Regions from separate parts of the Mus musculus genome. Here regions 1, 2 and 3 are each linked to region 4. Evidence: chromatin contacts called from public HiChIP or PLAC-seq, Micro-C and promoter capture Hi-C data. All regions are on one chromosome and are shown on one strand. Each heading gives the region's core, a stretch centred on a gene start, on an enhancer-like site or on the middle of the called end of the contact. The rest is flanking DNA. Distances are from core to core; before and after follow the strand shown.

Region 1 (3,225 bases), core at 499-2,998, 450 kb after region 4:
TATATCTCTGTTCAGGGCGAGGTATCTCGGGAACAGGACAGTGTAGCATCGCCTTGGCTTTTGGAAGACAAGCTCAACCTCCTACACAGAAACAAGTGATTAGAAAAGATAAATACTATATATGCACAGAGAAATATAAATAGGAGTTAAACAAGTCACTTCACTTCATAAAAGCCATTAAAGCTGCTGGCTTTATGTCATAACCTTCAAATATAGCCAGACTTAACATTTTTGGCCATTTATGTTCTCTGGAGACTGAAGCAGGGAGAAAAGCAAAAAACCTCGAGAATGATGTTTGTGAAGGCTCACGGTAACTTAGAATACTGTACGTTCAGGGACGTTTTAAAGCCTGTTGGCTGATTGCAATTTTGTTGCTACTGCGATGAACAGTATGCAAAGAAAACACTACGCACTCTTGTCACTGCATAAGAAGACCTGGTCCCTCTGGAGAGAAAAGTAAAACTCCTTAAAAGATAAATGAACCCAACCTAGTATTTGGAGAGGAGTTTGGCCCTAGAAAAGGAAGGCTTGCCCTCCAGTTAGAGGAAGGCGACCAGGGTTCTAGTTGCAGATGTACTGGCAGAAGTTCAAGTCACCCTCAGACTCCAGGCAGAGCTCAGGTGAACCCTGTCTACAGGTCGGAGTCACAGGGCAGCGAATTTTGGCAGGGCCGAGTGCTGCGAGAGGAGGAACCACCTTGGGAGGTGGCTGTCTTCTTTTCTTCTCCCTCAAGCACATCCATCGGGTTGGTGTAGGACTTGGGTGGCGGTCGTGGCATCGGGAATCCAACCTTGAGCTTGCTGGTGTCCCTGTGCTCTGCGGTGGGAGGAGGCCGATGCTGTCCGTCGCTGTAGTACTTGATGGCAGGTGTGAGCGCTGGTTCCGGCCAGTCCACGTAGACGGTGCTGATGCTGCTGCGGCGCGGGCCTGCTGGGGGCGCCTTGCGACAGCGGCGACAACGCTCTTCACACCAGGGCGCAAAGCTGAGCGCCAGAGAGAAGCCGCCCAGAAGCAGCAGGCAGCTGCCTAGGTAGCCCAGCACCAGGCTGTAGCTGACCTGCACCGTGACCGGCGAGCTCGGGGCGGCCAGGACGTCGGGATCTGACAAGAAGTGGTTATACCAGGAGACCGGGATGAGGCTGAAGAGGCCAGCGACGAAAAACACCACGCCAGAGAGGCCCGCTAGCCCGTAGTGGGGCTCATCTTGCCAACAGCGCACACCGAGGGAAGCCAGCAGCAGCCCTAGGGCGGTAGTGGCCAGTGACGTGATCATGAGTCCCCGGGCCACCTGCACAGGCTGGGTCTGGAAGTAGTTCCACTCGTCGGGCTGGCCGCACTCGCGTTCGCGACTGCTCTGCTCGCGACATATGTCCCACAGCCCCTGGTACAGCACCACGTCCACTGGCTGGTCCAGAAAGCCCTTCACCAGCCGCCAGCCCGGGGCCAGTGTACTGACAAGATTAAGCAGCAACCCGCAGGGCGTGAGCACCATGCCCAGCGTCATCACCACCGGCGTCCGCATCCTGCGTAGCCTCTTGGGTCCCTAGCAGCTGTGGCTGCTCCGCTGCGCACCCTGTCCTCGAATCTGCGAGGTTGCCGGGCTGGGTAGCAGCGATGCTCGCTGCGCTCTCTGGGCGCTCTTTGTCTCTCGCGCGGAACTGTCCCCACTGAGCCTCTCACACCAAGTCCCCTCCTCTCTCGCGTCCCAACCGCTCCGCCCTCTCGCCCAGCCGCTGTCCCTAATCGAAACCAGCTCCGAGTCCGGTCAGACCGAAACCGCGCGCCCAGGTGCGGCCCCCAAGGCCAAACCCTACCGGGTGGGAGGGGCGGGAGCGCCAGGGCCACTTGGCAAGGAGGCGACCTCGGACTCTGAGGACCCGGACACCCCACCCTAGCCCAGCCGCTCCTCCTAGCCCGGCCACTCCTCCCAGCCCGCCCGGATGGTTTAGGGCTCGAGCAAAGGTCGCCCCGCCCTCGCTCTCTCGCACTGCCTGCGCGCTTGTAGGCGGGACAAAGGGGGCGGGCCGCTAGTGTCGTCTCACCTGTCGCCTAGCTACACCTTCCCCTCTTCCCTTTCCTTCTCAGGTCCGGTCAGAAAGCAAAGCGTCCCTACACTGCCTCCAATTCTCCCCAACTCTGCCCGTGGGCCCTGCCAACACAAGTCTCTTTTCACTCCCAGCTGGTGACCAGCATCCCTCGAAAGTTTTGCGCTGCCATCTGCAGCCACGTAGGGCACAGTGGTGCGCTCAGGATGCACGGGACCTGTGTGCACCACGGTTTCCAGGCTCAGGGTGTATCCAAACAGTTGCATTATGGAAACTTTGCTAGACTTGCTTAATAAAGTCTCCACGCTCTGCCTGAAGTTTAACTCATATGAAAGGGAGAGTATTTCTGGGTTGAAGAGTTGCGAAAGAGTTTTCTCTTCAGTCTTGTAAAGTCCTGCAGTGACTTATGTGTGTGTGTTGGGGGGTGGGGGTGGCACCCTTCTCAGAGGAGAATGAGGGAAGGAACTAAATGGGGGTACTGGGAGGAGAAGGGGAGCTGTTTGGGATGTAAAGTGAATACATTTAAAAATTAATAACAAACCGTTTTTTTTTCAAGTGGATAAGAGGCTGACTCGATTTTCCCGTTCAGAACTTGGCGGGCCTATGATGTATTGGAGAAACCCAGAGGTTCTGCGAGGATGGAATATAATTGGTTATTATCCAAAGAATGTCAATTAGCTTTTTTTATTTTCATGGAAAAGGGCAAATTTGTAACCAATGAAATATAATTAGAAGGAGCACGATATTCACCTTGATTGGTTAAAAACGACAGCTTGAAAATCTGCATCGGCAAAGGCAGGAGCCAGTGATCCCTGATGTCACTGGTTTAGTGTGCAGCCTTTAATTAGCCAATTTGACAGAATACAATGTTTACAATCCACGTGCTTAGGTTTCTTTTTTAAAAGGTTTTTATAATGAGCGTATAATTACCCACAATAACGTAATATGTTTTGCTCATTGAATACCACCTACTTTGGCACTGCCTGTCAAACTCATCTTAACATTCCTGTTGGTCTAGGTATGAGCTGTTCACATTCTCCTTAAATACCTTTACATATTTAGAACATATTCACTTTATATTGGGCGAGAGTCATGCTTTTCCTTGAAAAATGCTTTCTTAACATATTTTTCTCTGTTCTATATATTTCTTACAATGGAAATGTATTTTTTATATAATTTG
Region 2 (3,305 bases), core at 676-3,175, 380 kb before region 4:
GACTAGAAAGGCTAATTAAAATACTGTTGAAGTTTGGAAGGGAGAAAAAAATGAAAGTATGTTATGTCAAAACCAAAATATGTCTCCCGCCCCCGCCCCTGTCTGCCCCTTATCTAGAGTCATTTGAGTAAACAGATTCTGAGAGTACAGGCTACTGCTGGAAAATTCCATTTTTCCTTCCCAGGGGCATCTTCACTGTTGATGGCTTCCAGGCACATAGCGCAGTCCTGAAGGAACTGCTGTCAGGCAACTTTCATTCTGCTGAGTCCTTGGGTGCAAGCTCTTGTCATGCTTCAGCTCTCGGGGCCCATCCATGCATGGAATCTCTTGTGAAGTTAAGAGAAAAAAAAGATGTGTTGTCTGATGAAAAGTCACAGGGCGGAACCTGTGCAACAGCACAAGGCTTCCGCCGATGAAGACAGATTGGCACATTTTGACATTAAGTTCTTTATTTGGGCATAATTCTGTTGTTAAGACAGATTAGAAAGATGGCATGTGAAACAGATTAGCTTGTCTGTGGTTTCAAAAGTAACAAGACTCACTGGGAACCAAAAAGAATCCGGGTGTGTGTGGACAAGGATCTACCAGAGATAAGAAAACTTTCTCTCTCTCTCCATCCCTTTCTAAAATGGGTACTTCCTATGGTTTATAAAATGTATGATGTGCGAGTTCATAGAGAAAAGAGTGAATGTAGCAAGCCTGGACTGCTGCCCCCCACCCCCCTCGCGTGCTTGTTGAGAAGGCTAAATCCACCCACAATGGTTTTACAACTTAGCTGGAGTCTCTGGCCTCATTGTATTTGCAGTTTCCTACAGGAGCCACCTGCCCAATGAGCTTGGTTTGCAACATAATCCAGCTGAAACAAAGGATGGGGGTCTGTGGGCTTTCCCTATATAAACGCAGTGATGAAAATTAAACTTTGAGCCTTGATCAGAAACTTGGTCTTGGCTTCATTCTTCTCTCGCGTCCCATTCCTTTTTCATTTTCAGCGCTCCCCCCCAACCCCCGCTCTTTCAGGTAGCCAGTTCATCCATGGCTGCTGGACGGCTACAGAGAGCCTTGGAAAGTTGTACTTGCAAGCTTGGCCTTTGACTGACATCTGGGAATTTAGATACCAAGGTTTCTCCCTCATCCATTGATCAGAGTCGCTCTGTGTGCCTAAATTTTTTGTACAGACAATAAAGTTCCTGCTTATATTCATCAAGTGTTCTTGACAGAGACAAGCAATAGGGTGTGGGTGTGGGATGGGAGAAGGGAGAGTGTAGACACGATTATGGTCTGGCAAGTTCAGGATCTTAAGGATGCCCATGATCTCGGAGACACAGGCAGAGCCAATGCTGGTGTTCAAGTCCAAAGGCCATCTACCAGCTCCTAGTCAGAGGCCAGTCTTTCAAGTTTTTAAAATGATTGCATGAGGCCTACTACGTACACTGGGAAGATGATCTGCTTCACTCAAAAGTCTATAGAATTAAATATAGATCTCATCTAAAAAGAAACACCCTCACTGAAGTATCCAGAGTAATGTTTGACCAACTACCTGGGCCCTGTAGCCCAGCCAAGAAAATAGAATCAACTACCCCAGTGCTGAATACACACTTTCCTCCTGGGAGTCTGGAATCTGCTATGTAGCAGACAGAGGCTGTGTATTTAGCTAGCCTCCAGTGAAAAGCCTTGGCAAGGGATCTCTAATCAGAGCTTGACTTGCTGATAACCTTCACAAGTATTGTCCCAGCTCTAGCGACACGGGTGGGGGCGGGGGTGGACTCAGCACGTTCTGTGAGGTTCTGCTGGGAAAAGACCCTGGGAAAGCTTGCACTGCCTGCCCATGTGACTTTTTTCTTTTGCCTTTGCTGGATTTGGTCCTTATCTTTTTTGGCTCTCACAAATGGAGCTGCGACTGTGGTTGGGTAATGAATTCCACGAGTCACACTGACTCTGGGGACACCAAGCACCAGCTATGACAAGAGTCCATCTAAGGTCTTTGTCCCACTGAAACATGTCAAAAGGCACAACAAAAATAAACCACATGCTGAACACCGTGAGAAGAGCTCAAAAGCAACCAGCGGAAAGGGAAGGCTAGACAAATGAGGGCTTACATAAATTCCAAGTACTAATGATCAAGCAAATTTTATTTCCACAGATTTTCACAAAAAACAAGTTTAATTATGTACATTCAGCAAGAATGGTCATGAGATATCTCAATAGACATAGAAGCTTTTTACTGTTAAAGATAAGTACAAGGGAACTATGATTGGGAACTATTGAATAGAATTTATAGCTCGATAGGTTTTGAAATCGGTTTATTTGAATTATAAGGAAATACTTCATGTATAATGTTCTTTGAGTTTTGCTTAATAGGCATACTAATTAACTTCTCAAACTCAATAAAAATGTAGGAAATTTACCTATGTTCAGCACTTGACAAATAAATCATGTTAATTACATATTCACATGGCCAATAATGGTTCTTTTAAATCAGGCCGAACAGCGAGACTGCCTTAAGATAATTATTCTCTTTAAATAAATCATGTGTATAAAAATGATTCCTGCCAGTCAGGAGCTTTGAGGCTCCATGATGATTCAGAAATAGATGCTTCTCAAATCTTTGATTCAGTGTTAGCATCCTTCCATGGCCAGCTGTAGAAGGATTACCATCTCCAGTGCACTGTAACACATATAGATAAGGCTATATAGATTCTAAGGATGCTGGGGAGTTCAACCTGGGCTCTGTTTGTTTGTTTGATTGATTTTGCTCTGTTTTCAGGGCATCCTTTGTTCCCCTGTTGCTCTTCACAGGAAAAAAGGCAATATATCAAAATCCTAGAAAACAAAACAGTGATTCTTACAGTGTCATCTCAAGGCCAATAATAGTCCACTATGTCACCTGGGATTCTGGTATGAATATAGATTCTGGGCAGCCAGCAGGCAAGTCTGGAGACCTGAGTTCAACTCCCAGGACTCACATAAAGGCAGAAAAGAATCAATGCTGCAAACTTGTTTTCCACACATACATTGCAGGGACACACAGAGAAAGACACAGAGAGAATATAGATACTTTGAAACAAAGAACCCTATTAGAAAACTAGCAATGGATTTGAATAGAATATTTTTCAAAGAAGCTGTGTGAATGGCCAATAAACGGATGAAAGATATTTAATGTCACTAGCCATTAGGGAAATAAAAATCAAACCCACAAGAAGATACCACATTAAGACCATTGGGATAAATATTATATTTTTGGTTGTGAGCCTAGCCTTTAATGAAGAATCCATCTCTCCAACCCTAGGATAGATATTATAAATAAA
Region 3 (3,641 bases), core at 398-2,897, 510 kb before region 4:
TCTGTAAAGTATAAGTGTAAGTGTATTACTAATGTAATACAAAATCATTTCATTTAACAGATATATATTTTTAAATTATGAATGGAGATTATAATCCTTCCCTCAAAGTCTAAGTAACATCTACTAAAGATTATGGAGTACTTTATCAAGCAACCAGGTTGAAGTAAATAAAGTTACTGATGAGAAAAGCACTCACTCAGTGGAGATAAATAGAAGAGCTTATAAGTGTTTGTTGGTAGTCTGTCTATAGAGCTCACTTAGAGCACTAAATGTGTAACAGACAGGAATAGTAAACAGGCTTGCTACAGGGACCGGTGAGGAAGGACCTGTTCTTTACTAGAAAGCACTGTCACAAACCTCTCAGGGAAGTCTGAGCTCTGCCTTGTTTGCACGGCAGTTTCTAAGCTTGCTAGGACTACATAGGAGACTCTACCCCACAAAGAAATGAACAACAAAACTCCCACCAGACAAAGCGAGCAGTCCTGCCACTGCCTTCCTTCTTCCCCTGAAGCCCCAGAGCCCCCCTAAAATGCTTTGAGACCAAGTCGTAAGTCTTAACCCCCTGGTCCACTACAAATACTTAACATTCAATGCTAAACAGATTATTTTTATTAAAATGTGAAACTGCCACTAAAAAAAGAAAAAGCTTGATTTTATGTTACATACTCAACATGCTAACCATAGTTAAGACACTCTTAAGCTATACATTTAGAGGTCATGATGGACAACTGTGATTATGAACTTGATTGGACTAAGTAATTAATAATTAGAAAAGCAAACTTGTGGGTATGTCTGAGGGCTTTTCTAGAGATGACCAGACTCTAAGGGTTCAGTTTAAATGAATGTGCTAATCCACTGACAGAGTCAGAATGTGCAGGCTACTAGGAGACAGAACTGCGGATGGCCATAGTTCCATCCAGAGTATCCATCGTAGTATCTGGAGAAGCGGGTCACTAGGGGTATGTCCTCTGTCTGTGTCTTTCTGTTAGTGCTCCTCTCTGCTGCCTATTTGGCTCGGTGTGGTTACTTCAGCATACTCTCCTTCCACTATAGACTCAACCTCTGAACCATGAGCAAATTACACTTTTCCTCCCTTTTGTGGCTTGTTAGGGATTTGATCATGTGAACATGTTCAGAAAGTGCTGTTAGACTCAAATGTTAACTATGGGCCACTTAAAAGTCCAATAGAATCACAGAAAGAAAATACTAAGCAAGGAAAACATGACCCATTAGGAGTCAAGAAAAGTTTTTACTAATGTATGAAGAATGGAGGCAGCAACCCTGTGGGACTGGCACACTGCCTTGGGATCCAGGAATGAGTGATAGGGAGTTGATATAGCAGCCGCTGCTGCCACTGCCCACGATCCTTTCCTCCCTCCCTTCCAGTTCCTTCCTTTTTTCCTTCTTCCTCTCCTTATTTGGCTTTAGCTTGCCTATAGATTATTATGTAGACTAGGTTGGACTCAGCAGAGATCTACCTACCTCTGCCTCTTGAGTGCTAGGATTGAAGGCATTTGAGATCTACTGATGACAACTTATATATTGTCTTTGTATTTAAAGGAATCAGTAACTTGTGTGCTGTAGTGGAAGACCAGGAAGGACATGCTACACTAGAAGTCATTCGCGTCACTAGCAGACTGTTTTCAGTTGCAGAAGTCCACTGCTGACCTAAGATGCTAATAATAACACATCACGCACGTGGAGCACCAGGAAGGACTGAGAGCCTCGCATCTACGCAATGCCACTGAGAGAGGCTATAACAAAAAGCTTATTTTTCAATTAACTTTTCTGAAAAAATGCCTTGTAGGTAATAATACACATTTTTAAGAATTAAGAACATTATGGTTTGTATGAGTATTATAATGTAATTGTCAAAAGTGACTTGCAAAGTCAAGCCTAGGGCAACAATAATTCACACAAGTGTAGCAGAAAGCCCCCTTAGCTTACTATTTCTGATACAACATGTTGCTTATAACAATGCTATAGTTGTAGCTACAAAGTAGGTGATAAACCTGTACGACTGCTCTCTTTATTTTAACTTACTTGATTTCGATTAAGAATGCCAAATGTCCTTCTAAAGCATTTAATATACATAATCTTGTTTACCTGTAAAGTATAATCAAGTAGTGCAAACACCACTAAAACACCACACAGCAATCTGATGCTCATGTAAGGGGAATGCAAGGGTCAGGAAGGAAAGGCATGCTGGAAGATACCATTCAGCTCTATTAGAGAACAGTCTCATTGTTTTAAAGATTTTATTCCTAACTAAGTGTATGTTCCGAGTTTCTTTCTGTGTGGGAATGTGTGGTGTGCAAAGGTGCAAGCTCCCCTGGAGGCCAGCTCCCTCTCGGAGCTGGAGTTTCAGACAGCTGGGAGCTGCTCAACACAGGTGCTAACCATGGACTCGGATGCACTGCAGAAGAGAAACCATCCCTCCAGCCTCCAATCTCCAGTCTTACAAGAGTTATTTGAGGTCACTGCTTGGTTGTAACACCTGGTTCAACAGCTATTATCAGTTAAGGAGATTCATGTGGAGCCTATCAAAGAAACATATTATTAACTAACTATGTTTAACAAACAGTAGTAGTTTTACTTTTTTTTTTTTTTTCCTTTTTTCCGAGTCAGGGTTTCTCTCTATAGCCCTGTCTGTCCTGGAACTCACTCTGTAGACCAGGCTGGCCTCGAACTCAGAAATCCGCCTGCCTCTGCCTCCCGCGTGCTGGGAATAATGGCATGCGCCACCACTGCCTGGCTGTATTTTTACTTTTAATGTGGTTTACTGAAAATCTGATACTCAAATTTCATCTTTACTATGTTCCTGCAAACACTACCTAAACACAAAGCAGGAGTTTTCTATAAGCAGGTTAGTGGATTGTGTTTTAGTGTTTATAAATTATGAAGCTGGTTAGTCTTTTTTTGTTTGTTTGTTAACCTAAAAACTACTGTTATCTAAGATAAAGGAACCTCTGTTAAAAAGAAAGGACAAAGAGACAATTTTACTAGGGGAAAAAAAAGTTAAATGAACTTCGAAGGACAACCTATGACTTTAAACACAAAACCACACAGTAACTGCCCTTTCTGACCAAGATGAGTTCTTGGGGACCCAGTACTGAGGGCAGCTGGTTGCCCTGTGCTGAGTGACGGCTTACCTTTGCTCCGTGCTTATGCAGAACTTCCATGACATCATTATGAGCTCTTTCAGCTGCAACATGCAGAGGGGTCATGAAACTATGGAAGGAAAAAAGGGAGAGAGAATGTTGTGACTTTTACTGCAACAACTCTCGGTGGCTGCTGGCTGCTGACAGGAGGAAGGCTCCTTTTCTTTAGTGGGGTGGTGTGGGGCGGTCATGTACTGTACACGTTCATCCAGGCCACTTAACCACAAGGCACGGACCACCAAGACGAAGCAAACATGGCAACAAGAAGACAGGAAACCAGGATGGGGCTTGTTGGAGTAAGGGGTTCACGGTGTGGGCGTGGGTCGGCAATGCTGGGTTGTGTGACTTACATGTAAGGGACAGAGGCAAGAGGAGGAAGGGCCAGCTTTCGCAGCTGTACTTACTCCTTGTTCTTTTCGTTGACGTTGGCTCCCTTCCTCAGTAACAGCTCTGCCACCTGCTTTCGTTTGGGATGCAAGG
Region 4 (3,573 bases), core at 992-3,491:
TCTCCACTGGACCCAGTAGCCATGTGTCTCCCCCGACCCCATCTTCCCCTCCTTCCTTCCCTCCCTTCCTCCCTCCCCTCCTCCTCCTCCTCCTCCTCCTCTTCCTCCTTCTCCTCCTCCTTCTTCTTCTCTCTTCTCTCTCTCTCTCTCTCTCTCTCTCTCTCTCTCTCTCTCTCTCTCTCTCTCTTTCACTGAGTTCAAGGACAACCTGGTCTACAGAGTGAGTTCTAGGATAGCCAGGGCTACACACAAAAGCCTTGTCAAAAAAACCAAAAAAACCAAAAACTTAACAAAAAAAGTCAGTAAGTGGTGGTGCGTGCCTATAACCCAGGAAGGCTATGAGTTTGCAGCTAGCCTGTACTACAGGGTTAAGTTGGAGATCAGCTGGAGCTATGTAATAAGAGGCTGTTTCAAAACAGAAAGGGCGGGTGGTAGATTTGTTTGTTTTAGTGTGTTGACTTAACACTTTGTAAAGTTGGCAATCCTGTATCAATTAGCAACTTCCCAAATTTTCACTAGTCATTAAAGGTAGAAAACCATGAGCCTACCTCACTCAAGTGGCTGCTCAGGGCCATAGGTTTCCCAAGAGGAATCCTTGTTTCCTAAAGTGTTCAGACCCTGTATAGAACTCCAGGCTACTGTATGGACCGAAGTCAGGCTGTTTCCTAAACACACCCACCTTACTAATCCTCTCTCACCTGTGCAGTACTGTGAGCATGAGAGTCATGCTCTTCTGCCAGATAACATCGCTAAGGGAAAGATTTTGCTAGAGTAACAGCCACAAAAGCAAGATCCAGTGAATGCTTGGGACACTACTGCTGCAGATAAAATCAAAATGGGGAGAGAACACTTGCTTCTGGGCATTCTGAGAAGGTCATGGCCATCTGTGAACCCTGGGGCTTTTTGTCCTAAGAGGGCGGGAGAAGGAGGGGCCAAAGGAAAGACAACACTGCCTTCCACACTTGGGAGTCTACCATCTAGCTAGAACTTTGTTAGCAGTGGGGAACTTTGCACACAGCCTGTGCTCCTCAGTCCGTCTCTCTACAGCCGGACCTTCTACCGTAGGAAATCGCCTCCACCCCTTGGCATGGGTACCCCGGTTCCTGATGAAATTGTGACCCGCTGTCCCCTTCCCAGATCCTGGACTCCAGCCCTGTCACTCGCCACACACTGCAGATCACGTGGTAGAGTGCTGTTCGCCCCAAGTGTAGCTATTGGTCTGCGGCTCATGTCCCGGAAGCTCATTGGCTGAGTCCTGCGTTCACGTGGGGGTGGGGGTAAGGTGGTCTTGGATAGCACCCTTAGTGGGGAGAGGTGGCTGGAAAGTTAAAGTGAGCCACAGATTGCTGGAGCTGGAATCCAGAGTGCTGCAATCCAGTGAGCAGGTGAGAGGGCTGCTGTTGCGTGGACCAAGCCGAGTGCCTGCCCCACTTTTGCCGTCGTGGTTGCTGTCACTGTCACCCAGCTCAGATGGTGGGGCGGGCTGAAGGGTCTCCCCTCCGTACTCAAGAGTGGTACCGGGTACGTACCTCCTCAAGCCTCTAGTTCAAGGTCCAGAGCCAGGAAATCTGCGGTGAGGGGCACGCGGGGGAGTTCTCCGACACTTACCATTTGTCCCACTAACACTGACTCCCAGGTAGTAGAATCCCCTAGCTGGGCTCGGGTGGCTTGTCGCTTCAGCGTGCAGAAACATCTCAGGCACCGGAGCTGGGATGGAGCCTAGAGGGGACCCCCGAGATCCCTAAGCGAGTTAGCCTGCGAAACGTGTCCTGAACAGAAAGGATGTCTCGAGTCCTAACGTGGCACATCCCCAACCTGAGATGTGACACTTTGGAAGATAATTCTAGTTTTTTGTGGCAGAATCTGGAGTCCAAATACAAGCTCCCGGGGCTTCAGTTTCCCGTTACGAAATAGACGCGAGAAACCCGTGTCCCAGCCCTGACTCCATCAAGTAGTGCGGACCAGTCCCTACTACTCCCCACTTAGGTTCAGATCTCCTTTTGCTGCACACAGGCAAGAGGCACACGCTGTGTCGTCTCGGGTCTCGGAAGGCAATGGGCTCGAGGCGAGCTCCACCCGGGAACGGGGCAGCCCGCGTGGGGGTGCTCGCGAGGCGCTGCCCCCATCTGGGCTGTCCCGCCGCCAGGTCCCGCCCTGATGTGATAACTTGGGCTCCTCCTCCTTGTTCGTCTCCGGGAACTAAGCCCAGGCCCTACCCCCGGGACACCCCGACGCTCACGTAGTTCAGTGGCAGCAATCAACCCTGACACTTCTCTCAGGCTCTCCCATGAGGCCAGCGAGCAGCGGCCCCGGCTGCGGCGCCGCCGGGAGAGGTAGGTGCAGACCCAGTCTAAGCTGGGGCGAGGGCGGGTGCAGGCACACCCTGTGTCTGGTGGGATGGGGACTCGCTGACCTTCCCCCAGGGACTTGTTCACAGCTACCGTTTTGAACCCAGAGGAGAGGCTCTGAACCGGACGGCAGCTTCAGAACAGGGGATGGCAGGCCCACGGGGAAACAGAGAAAGTTGAAAAAGACTTGAGTGGGGGAACTTGCAGAGTTGCTGGAATGTGGCCCTGTCTCAGCTTGCGGGTCCAGGAGAAAGAAAGGCTTCTTCAGCCTAGGCAGGGAAGGAACTGGTCCCTTTGGCAAGAACGTCCAGGAGCCAGGGAGAAAGTAGAGACAGCTGAAGTAAACTAGGGCCATTTAGGGGAAAGTTAGTAGAAAGAGAAGCATCGGGGCCCTATTAGCAACCTTGAAGGTCAAAGCTGCAAGTGACCTCAGAAGAAACCCTTAAACCCGGAGAGTTCTTCGTTTGTTAAAGCTCAGCTGGGCAGAGGCCTTCTTAGGCCTGAGCTTCTTGCTGTCTTTGGCCCTTATTAGCTGGTGTGGGCTGCCTCATTCAAAGCTACCTGACTGCTCATTATGCGGCCCTATTCAAAAACATTTCTCTTCAAGGATTGAGGGGTGTATACATTAAAACTGTAATAATTAGGGTCTGTATACAAAAGGGGGCCAATGTCAACTTCATACATATAAAAGTATCAGCTAGACATTTGGGGAGAGAACCGAGATTTGCTGAAAGGGGGGGGGAGGAGTGGATGGTGGTGTCTTGAATTGGTTGAGGATATTTATCTAATGTAGTGTTGCGGTGGGTTATTGTTAACTTGGTTTTGACATCAGCGAGGAAGAGTTGCAGAAAGAAGGTCTCAGTCAGAAACTCAGTCGCTCAACTGCCTGAAGCTAGGCAGGTTGTGGGTTTTGGTTTTTTTTGTTTTGTTTTGTTTTGTTTTGTTTTTTGTTTTTTTTGGTTTTTGGTTTTTTTTTTTTTTTTTGGTTTTTTGTTTTTGTTTTTCTGTTCAGACTTGTCAAGCTTAAAAGAAATATTACTGGCCTTCTAAGGCTGGCAGCATCTTGAAAGACCACATTATTTCAGTAGGACACAGAAGGTATTTCTGCAAGCGTCCCAAACCTGGCCCAAGCTCTCTTCAGAGGCAGTTGACTTCTGAGGCACCCACGTGAAAGCAGGGTGTGTGATTGTTCTTGGGAAACAGCTCCTTAGGCTCCTGGGATCCT

The links. Promoter capture Hi-C pulls out the DNA fragments that hold promoters and counts their contacts. A called contact is a pair of places that touch in the nucleus more often than the background predicts. HiChIP or PLAC-seq counts read pairs in DNA pulled down with a chosen protein or histone mark.
Region 1: a Micro-C map of embryonic stem cells shows a contact between it and region 4, with 2.6 times the contacts expected there. The contact joins the promoter of Cldn23 here to the promoter of Ppp1r3b in region 4. A contact is called at or near these places in 2 of 39 promoter capture datasets (liver and pre-B cells) and 2 of 484 Hi-C or Micro-C datasets (both in embryonic stem cells).
Region 2: a contact with region 4 is called in a promoter capture Hi-C map of liver, with 2.1 times the contacts expected there. The contact joins the enhancer-like site here to the promoter of Ppp1r3b in region 4. A contact is called at or near these places in 6 of 39 promoter capture datasets (embryonic stem cells, hippocampal neurons, liver and 2 more).
Region 3: a contact with region 4 is called in an H3K4me3 HiChIP or PLAC-seq map of bone marrow-derived macrophages, with 3 times the contacts expected there. The contact joins the enhancer-like site here to the promoter of Ppp1r3b in region 4. A contact is called at or near these places in 20 of 39 promoter capture datasets (the 3T3-L1 cell line, 3T3-L1-derived adipocytes, the C10 cell line and 11 more), 2 of 15 datasets of contacts at CTCF or cohesin (large pre-B cells and pro-B cells), 2 of 484 Hi-C or Micro-C datasets (the HL-1 cell line and adipose-derived mesenchymal stem cells), 6 of 115 datasets of contacts at active chromatin or transcription factors (bone marrow-derived macrophages, embryonic stem cells, microglia and 1 more) and 4 of 9 other capture datasets (adipose tissue, embryonic stem cells, liver and 1 more).

The regions. Positions count from the first base shown.
Region 1 is chr8:35,824,811-35,828,035 of GRCm38.p6, forward strand. It overlaps Cldn23 (claudin 23), which reads right to left and starts at 1,749. Exons shown (of 1, transcript NM_027998.4): 1 at 1-1,749. The coding sequence starts at 1,522. The coding sequence ends at 632.
Region 2 is chr8:34,994,221-34,997,525 of GRCm38.p6, forward strand. No RefSeq gene overlaps it. Among named protein-coding and RNA genes, the nearest start is that of Tnks, 30 kb to the left of the region's middle. Within about 2 kb of position 1,926, at least 29 of the 459 cell types and tissues checked have an H3K27ac peak or open chromatin away from gene starts, as enhancers often do. A contact at or near this core is called in liver and stem cell-derived epiblast-like cells, where this site is marked.
Region 3 is chr8:34,864,129-34,867,769 of GRCm38.p6, forward strand. It overlaps Tnks (tankyrase, TRF1-interacting ankyrin-related ADP-ribose polymerase), which reads right to left. Exons shown (of 27, transcript NM_175091.3): 10 at 3,566-3,641; 11 at 3,153-3,231. Among named protein-coding and RNA genes, the nearest start is that of Dusp4, 58 kb to the left of the region's middle. Within about 2 kb of position 1,648, at least 7 of the 459 cell types and tissues checked have an H3K27ac peak or open chromatin away from gene starts, as enhancers often do. A contact at or near this core is called in bone marrow-derived macrophages and microglia, where this site is marked.
Region 4 is chr8:35,374,421-35,377,993 of GRCm38.p6, forward strand. Ppp1r3b (protein phosphatase 1, regulatory subunit 3B) reads left to right here and starts at 2,242. Exons shown (of 2, transcript NM_001364452.1): 1 at 2,242-2,333.